2 separate regions of the Anas platyrhynchos genome follow, and region 2 is linked to region 1. Evidence: chromatin contacts called from public Hi-C data. All regions are on one chromosome and are shown on one strand. The core of a region is the stretch at or near the end of the contact, and the rest is flanking DNA. Distances in the headings are between cores, read along the strand shown.

Region 1 (4,329 bases), core at 771-3,270:
CTCAGCCTCAAGTTTTTTCCAAGTTAGCATACAAAGTTCTCTGTGCATTTTGCCATCACCTCTGGCTGAATGTTAATACACAGTATCAGTAGGAACAACTGAAGCCAAAATCCATATCTAAAGAAATGAAAAGAATCAATTTTGCTTTTGGAACTATCTATACGTGGAAAAATTAGATACCAAATTACAGTATTTCTTTTCACATGCAATACAAACTGCCGGGAAATTTTATTTATGTACGAAAACAGGATCCTGGAAAGTCATGAACCAGTAGGCCAAAACACTAATGTGGTAATTAAATACTGCAGAGACTTAGGGAGTACTGAAGATCTCTTCCCTGTAAATGCTTATCTTCCTCTACAACTCCATGCTGAAGCTCAAATGTAAAGGAAGTTTAATTTTTCGGTTCCAGAATGAAGAGCAGGCTAACTTCTGTTTCCTGAACTATAAGCCAGATAAAAGCACTCCACTTGATCATCCTGGGCTAAGAAAACGAAGCAATTCATTTTAGAGGAGCTAATGCATTCTTTGGACAAAGAAAAATATTGCATTCTACATTAAATGGCATTATGGAAATAACACTGGAAAATAAGCTAACGCCCAAAGGCTCCAAAAATCTAAAGCCAAGAACACTCAAAAACGGATCTGGCACAAGAGGAGAACAATTACGTTGTCGTCCTGCTTCTAACAGCACTCAGGCGAGTAGGGCTGCGGCATCTTAATGAGGCAACAGCCTCCAGCACTGGTGCACGTCTACGCCTTCCTTACCCAAATGCAAAATTACAACAAGGGAATGTCTCTGCCTTCCCTCGGTGAAGCCTGGCTGAAGCCACCTGAATCCGTCCCCCAGGTAAGAAGCTTCGTTAAATACAGTGTCACCACAACAGCGCTGAGAGGTTTCTCTGAGGACTGCAGCTTCAGTCACAAGACCAGCTGCATCACCTCGACACCTAAGCACTTAATGACACCCCATTTCCCATTCGTCTGTAATTAATACAGCAAAACAAGAACACTTTTTAATATTTTATACATGTTAATGTTTTATGAGGAAAAGGCGGCCCTACCCAAGTCTGATGGCTGGTAGGTGGCGACAAGAAAGCTTCTTGTCAATGACGTTATAGATACTGAAGAATTCCACTTTGCAAGGCCTTTAGTTTTCAGACAAGATGTCAAAGAACAAATCAAACAAACAAAAATATTTCTCCAGGCAAAACAAAAGGGCTCTGTGTGCTAACATCAGCTTTCAGAGGGCTGTATTTCTCTTAACCATGTGGTGTTGGTTACGCTTTCTCCCCACAGAACTTGCTACTGTCTGTCTCAGGAGCCAATCTAAAAATGCATTATCACTTGACTAGAAACTTGGGTGTTGTCCTGTATGTATTTTTAAGTACTGGGTACTCTTACTACCATGGTCGGACCAGCTTCTGTGATCTCTGGCATCTAAGCCGAGTAAACAGGGAAGTCCTCTCTGTGCGCTCCATGACATCTTGACATTCTGTACATTCTGTGAGATGGCTTCTGCCTTCTGTATTTCATCAGCTGAGGAGAGATCTGAAGGGGGCCGTTTTCTCTGGACAAAGTGCTACTCCCGTGTTTCAAATCCTAAGCTGATGCTTTATGCCAAACACCACACTTATTTATAGCAGTTCTGATACTGAACTTCCTCTCAGTAGTCTCAGGCTGGCGTTTTTCCTGAGACTTTTCTCACCACCTCCAAAGATCAGGGTGGATCTTGGAAGCCCATCTGAGGGAAGCTCCCGCAGCTATGTGACAGATGTGCAGTGAAGGGCTTAAAAAAAAAAAAAAAAAAACACCACAAAACCAAACAACCAAAAAAAGAAGTTGTCAACAAGACAGTATGTTCTCACAGCATGTGAAGATTTGGCTGTGAGGCTGCTGTGTTTCCTAGGACCGATCGTACAAAACCATTACACTGCTGAAGGAAAAGCAGTTCTGGTTTCATCCTCAGCCAGACCCGAATGAGTTGCTGACTTGGACCAAGGCTGAGAATTAGACTTTCATTCCCTCATGAATTTCTTATCAGCAAACAAGAGCTGGAGCGTGCTGGTGCGGACATGTTAGGACAATGCAGATCAGGTGTTAATACTACCCTCAGGCTGCAGACAACAAACTGAAGCAAGAAGGATCCAGCAGAGTCTTGGAGGAGCATCAAGGAGAAATCGGTGTCCTGCTTAGCAGGGAGGCTGGACCAGATGACCTCCAGAGGTCCCCTTCAACCTCAGCCATTGTACTGTGTTATTCTGTGAAATATGCCAGGTTCTAAGAAGACGAGCATTTCTTCTTTCAGCTAAGCTATCCGAGCCGAGGCAATAATCCCAAGTGATAAATGGTTCCTCTTTCAGTCACATCTCTTTTCTAAGCCTGTGCTGTCCTGAAAGCACAGTTAGCACAAGCCAGAGCTACGTACTGAGCCAGGCAGCACTAGCAGTTTCTGGCTCTGCAACACCTACAGTAGTCAACCGTGCTACTGCCTAGTTTAGTAATTGCAGCAAACCCGAAGAATAGCATCTGGTGAAACATGCACCAGGCTTCTTTTCAATACCTACGTACCAAAAGGAACTACAATTCCTACTAAACCTCTGAGGCTAACTCCATCTTTTATTCAATTACAGATATTCACCTTGTTGCAGATTAAAAAAAAAACAACACAACATTCCCACCAAGAAAACATCACAACCAAGTTACATAAAGAGATCGGTTCCTTTCATGTTGGAAAACATCACTAAGAGACTTAGCAATTCTTTCCACAATCTGGTAAGGAGGAATTCTGCTTCAAGTGTCCGGAGTGGCCTGCACAACTTAACACTCATTTCAATTCCACAGCAAGTATCAAAAAAGTCTCCCTTCCAAACTGTGTCTCCCACAAAAATTGAAGCAGAATTTTCCTCAGCTCTCAACAGTGTGAGGAAGATGCTAATATGTACAACTGCTAAAAGAACTCCAAGTCAGAGAAAATAAATAAGTGTTGGGTAAGCATATATTTTCTAGAAATCATCCTGCCAACATCAATATTATATTTACACAGCTGGGATGTGTTCATGTTTTGTAAGAAGTAGCATGAGATTTGGAGACAGTCCAGAGCCTCTCAACTTCTAAAGCTTCCTGTATAAAATATTTTTGCCATTCCACTGAGTCTGAGAAACATGAGGAACTTAAAATGTAGCCCATTAAAAATTAACTTCTTCAAGAGATCACCAGTTCACTGATGATGCCCAGTCCAAACTGGAGCTTGCTATAGCTTTTTATGAGTTGTGCATGCAATTCTCACTTTTATAGCATGATCACCCACATTTTAGTATTCCATGCTTTTAGACAAAAACAAAACAAAGAAGAAAAAAAAAAGTTTGTGCACAAATTCTGGGCTCCCTAACATAGCAGAAGTGATTACCTTTTTTTATACCTAAGTGTTTTGAACTTTTTGAAGCTTTTTTATTGGCTCAAAATGAAGGATAATCTAAAGACTGTATTAAGAGATCAAATACTACTTTTGACTTTTCCAGTTAAAATAAAGGCTGTCCCCTACAGGCAGCTAAATAACAAAAGTGGAGGTAAACAATCTGTATGTCTTTGGAATAACAACTACAGTATCAGCCAAACTAAACAGACTATTGAATCTCAATAAACAGATGTGTTTGTTCAAGAGTAATATATTGTCACTTGAAGGGGAAAAAAAAAAATGACAGCATTTCTAGATACAGCTGAATAGATACTAACTTAACAATGCAAATGCAAATTAAGTAGATTTCAGAAACTATACCAAGCACTACCTAAATAATACAGAATCTAACACATTAAAGCAAATAAGCTGAAAAAGAATCATCCTTGCCAACATTAACATAGAAATCTTTCAAGCAAATGATAACATACATTCATACAAGTTTTTGAGTATGTTATAATTTCATAGGAAGAATGTATCATGTAAATTGCCTGACACTGTTTGTCAGGGAAGATTTGTGCAAACTATTAAAGATAGTTTTATTTCTATGTCTCCTTTAATAATACAAAGTAGTACATCTTGTTAAAAATACAATAGCTATTCTTACGCAACTTCATTAGAAAACTGTATTTGACTGTACATGATACAATCTAGACAGCTAAAATATGACATTTTGACTAATAGCAAACATAAATTTTAATCAGTAGATCACATTCCACTCCTGCCTTACTGTGACCTCATTTTAATGACCACTAGAGGATGCTATGAGAACAATTGGACCTAGTAAAAAAAAAAAAATATATATATATATAAAAGAATGTTACCTTGCCTATAAAATCATTTCATTTATAGAAAACTGTCAGCTTATGAAC
Region 2 (4,329 bases), core at 783-3,282, 67 kb after region 1:
CCTCCACGGTTTACTGATTTGTCCAATGTATGACATGAACCGGTCTATACTATAAAATTACAAAACTTATCTTTTAAAAAAAATGCGCAAAGCTGCCTAGCTTTTGCAATTAGAATTTCTTTTCAGAAACATACACAGTTTTTAGCGTATCTAATCCATGTCCACACCATGGGAGGCAAGAGAATAAAAGTAACACTCCATTGAGTATAAAAGCAGAGTGTGAAAAAGTCTGCTGGGGTTAAACGTTAACCTGATGCATTTTTCAGAACGACTGTACTATTTTTAAACTGCTCTTTTTTGGCCACAGGTCAAAGTTTTCCTAGCAAAATACCAATGTGAAAACGCTGGGAGCGAAGCCCAGAGGCAGCTCTCTTTGCTTTGGCCTAGGCCAGAACTTATCTGAATCTAGCTAGATATGTTGCACTGCTTCCCACTCCCCTTCATTGACTGCTACGGGTAATATGCCTCGTTACGCCTCTGAACGTCTCCGAGCGGAATAATGCAGCACTGAAGCCTTGAGAACGACATTTTTCAGATGTTATAGGAAATTCCTATACTCTCCACACAGCACAGGCATACATACTGTTCAGTCAGTTCCTGTCTTTTTGGCCAAACAGAACTGAGTCATTTGAAAGAGGGGAAAAAAAAAAAAAAAAAAAAAAAGAGAGAGAGAGAGGCTCAGTGTAAGTGCCTTGAGCAACTCTTGGAAATGCTGCGATTCTTCCCCCCTTTTCTGTTCCTCTTCACTGGGACACACTGGAAATCTTGGGAAAGAGTGGAAACATCAGGCCTGAAGACCCAGAGCTTCGGTTTTAAAAAAATATATTGATGAAAATAAAGCGGGGCGGCTCTCACGGCCTTTTTCCAGGGTTGAGATGTTTTCAATGGGGAAGCCTAGCTCCCTTCCCACTCCTTCCTGAGGGCACGGATTTCTTGCGAGGGGAAAGTCAGCTTCACGGACTTCCTCTGCCAAACGCGGCTGGCCAAGGGAGACGGGGCCGAGGGCTGGAAAACGAAGGGGACCCCAGGGGCCTGCTGAGGGCTGCGTGAGGCGAGCCCCCTGCCCCAGGGGCTGCTTTGGGCAGCGGGCGGCCGAGCCCGGCGCGGTGTGGCGGCTCGCACAAAGCCGGGTCCTGGCTCCCTGCGCTCGGCAGGCGCGAAAGGGAAGGGTGGGAGCGATGCTGGAAGCGAAGCCGCCTCCCTCCGCCGCTCCGGGCTTCCCACAGCCGGCTCCGGGCTTCCCTCACCCGTCTCCCCCCGCCTTTAGCTCGGTGTTGAAGCACAGCGCGCTGCCCCCCACCCCCTTCGGGCCGGCAAGGAACCTTCCCCGGCCCCGCTCAGCCTCCTGCGGGATGCCGGAGCTCTTCCCTTCCTTCCTCCCCGCCTGCCGAGGCGCTGCCTTTGTTCCCCCCCCCACCCCTCCTCCTTCCCCGCCGCCGCCATCCCCTCACCAGCAGGCTCTCCACGTTGACCGGCGAGCGCGGGTCGCGGATCATGGACTCCAGCTTCCTCTGGCGGCCCTCGAGCATCCCCGCCGCCGGCTCGGGGAGGGGGGCCGCCGACATCTTCGCCGCCTGCTGCTGCTGCTGCTGCTGGGGCTGAGGCTGCGGCTGCTGCTGGCTCATCCTGCCGGGGCTCGCCCAGCGGCGGCGGGACGCCTCCCCTCGCGCTGCCGGGGAGGAGGAAGAGGAGGAGGAGGAGACGCCGAGGGGTCGCTCCGGGGCCTAGCGCGGCGCGGTTGGGCCGCCCCGCGGCCGCCCGGCCATGAAGGAAGCCGGGAGGGGAAGGGAAAGGAAGGGAAGGGGATGGAATGAAGCGGGGCGCAGCGGCTCCCTTCCTCCCGCCGCTCAGCGCCGGGGCTGCCTCCCCCCGAGCCGCTCCCGCTCCCTCCGAGCCTCCCTCTCCCGCTCAGTCCATGCTGAGGCGGCCGCCGCTGCCCCTTCCTCGCCTTCTTCCCCTGCCGCCGCGCCCGCCCCCGGCCCGGCCCCGTGAGGCGGCCTCCATTACCCACAAGGCTGCGCTGCCCGTAGCCGCCTCACTCGGGGCTCGCTCCCCGGCCCGGCGGGGCAGGGGACTCCTCGCCGCTGCCCCTTGTCCTTTGAGGGGGGGGGGGGGGGATCCCAGCGAGGGGACCCCCGGGCCCGGAGGCTGTGGGGATGTGGGATGGAGTATGTGGGGGTCGGAGCTTTTGGTGGGTGTGAAGAGAAAAATGGGGGGGAAACGGGTTGGGATGAGGAGGAGGTGGGCTGCGGGGTGTGGTGGGGAAGGGGGGTGTAGTCCCCAGACTGAGGAAACAATAAAAAAAAAGGAAAGCTTTGAGAATTAAAAACTTTTCGTGTGGATTCTGTCTCTGTGTGCTTACTGGCGCGGTGCACGAACATCCCACAGGCAGAGCTCGTGTGGTGCAGAGGGGGAAAGGGCCGCGCTGCCCTGTGGGCTTGCTGATAGCTGGATGGCAGCGGGCTGATGTCAGAAAAACGGGCAAATGCTTTGGCTTGAAAGGAAGAGAAGAGTTCAAAGAGAAGTAAATACATGACTCACTCGCATGGTTCGGAGTGAGATCACCCCGCCGTGTTCTGAGTCAGGACCCTGGAGCCCAGCAGCCCCCGGTGCCAGGGGGACTCGGGTCTGGCTGCCTGGTAACCCCCAGCCGCGGTGCCAGGCTGCCTTGAGTAAAAATTGCATCTGTGCGTGTCAAACTCACATTTCTTTTACTGAAATTCCTTCAGGAGTTTGGGTTTTCTGATGGAATCAGTGACAATATGCTTGGGAGATGCTCTTTTATTTGCATTGTAAGGCTACCTCACTCCCAAAACTGATTAGGACCCACTTTGCTGTAACGTGCACCCAAAAAAATCACATCATTTGCTCAAGCAGTTTACGTGGAGACAAGATAAAAGATGTAGGTCCAAGGGTTTCCACCAGGATTAGGATGTGGATGCTGGTAGCATTGTGAAGTTATATGAGCTAGCACTTCAGCCATTAGAAGCTCTAAATTACTTAAACATAATTTCTTCCCATATGGCCTACTTGCAAGTGAGTAGGCTAATTTCTTGTAAGCGGCAGAGCAGAAAATGTGTATCTTTTTTTTTTTTTTTTTAATGAGATTTAAATAGGTTGGGACAAAAGACCAAATGCGCAGAACATGTTTCCAGTGATCAACACGCTGGGTTTTGTTACTGTCAACAGGAATCTTTGGGGTGATTTCAGTGAGCTTTGAGTCAAGCACCAGATGATTTGAAGATATCGGTTTCCCGTTGACTGTAGGCAAGCTGTGCATCTCTCCTCATTTTTTTAATCTATAAGGTTTGTCAAAACTAATCTGTACTTTATCTAGCTCATATGATTTATGGACATTGTTTAGGGCAGCGTTTAAATGACCTTAGCAAAGAAATTCTTAAATAAGCATAACAGCCCTTTTTGCATACAAAAAAAAAAAGTGCGATTGCAACTTCAAAAGTGAGTGTGTAGAAACAGTCCCTTCTTGAAATTCTTGCCCAATAGATCTATTCCTCCAGCCTTCAGGACATAGTTGCTTACTGACGAAACAAGTTTTACTCTGTTAATGTTAGAGAGACAAATTTACAATGGCAGCATCAGCTGAATTCCTTTGTACGACACAAATCCTCAACAAAATCATCAGCTCAGTTCTAACAGCAAGATCTTTATTACTGGTTATAAATGATTAAGTGACAGAAAGAGCACTTTGAAAGTCAGATACTGCTCTCAGTTTGTAGCCTTGGTATTTGGGAAAACACTGTTTTAACATGTTGAACAAATTGATACGGGTGTCCTAAAAGAAAAATAACACCACCTTGAGTGGTGTTGTTGCAATGCTACCTTTTCTGTCTATAGTACCATATATCTCATAGGATAACACCTATCCCTGATAGCATTTAAGGAAGAACTGGCTTTATTTATTCCACGCACAATGGTTCTGAAGTCTGCTGCAGTGAATTGTCAACTGTTACTTAACCATGTTTTGCAAGGCAAAGCCCAAGACTCCCTGGGTGCTCTGAAAGCAGGCTGCAGCTGTAAGCATGTGAAGCCACAGCTGGAACCTTCTCTCTCTCTCTCCTCCCTGGGGTGCCATTTAGGTGTCTAAATCCAAATATCTCTTAGGTGTCCCGAAGCACTCATGAGTTTGTTGTTGACCATTTTCGGAACAGTCTGAAAGTTTATAAAAAAATTTGTAAGAAGCTGGTAAGCCGGACATTCATCTGCTTCAGAGCCTCATGCAAAGCAATTTTTAATCCCCCAGCACAGCCCTTGTAGGAGCGTCACACACTTTTAATCCACAGGGCTGGGGATTAGGAGTCACCATCTTCA

Evidence for each region. A called contact is a pair of places that touch in the nucleus more often than the background predicts.
Region 2: a Hi-C map of F1 follicle shows a contact between it and region 1, with 2.4 times the contacts expected there. The contact joins the promoter of ROCK2 here to the enhancer-like site in region 1. A contact is called at or near these places in 5 of 8 Hi-C or Micro-C datasets (F1 follicle, liver, skeletal muscle and 1 more).

What each region holds. Positions count from the first base shown.
Region 1 is chr3:105,917,536-105,921,864 of IASCAAS_PekinDuck_T2T, forward strand. The region is part of intron 5 of ROCK2 (Rho associated coiled-coil containing protein kinase 2); the gene reads right to left. Among named protein-coding and RNA genes, the nearest start is that of SLC66A3, 52 kb to the left of the region's middle. Within about 2 kb of position 2,021, at least 1 of the 8 cell types and tissues checked has an H3K27ac peak or open chromatin away from gene starts, as enhancers often do. A contact at or near this core is called in F1 follicle, where this site is marked.
Region 2 is chr3:105,984,215-105,988,543 of IASCAAS_PekinDuck_T2T, forward strand. ROCK2 (Rho associated coiled-coil containing protein kinase 2) reads right to left here and starts at 2,033. Exons shown (of 34, transcript XM_038177773.2): 1 at 1,452-2,033. The coding sequence starts at 1,625.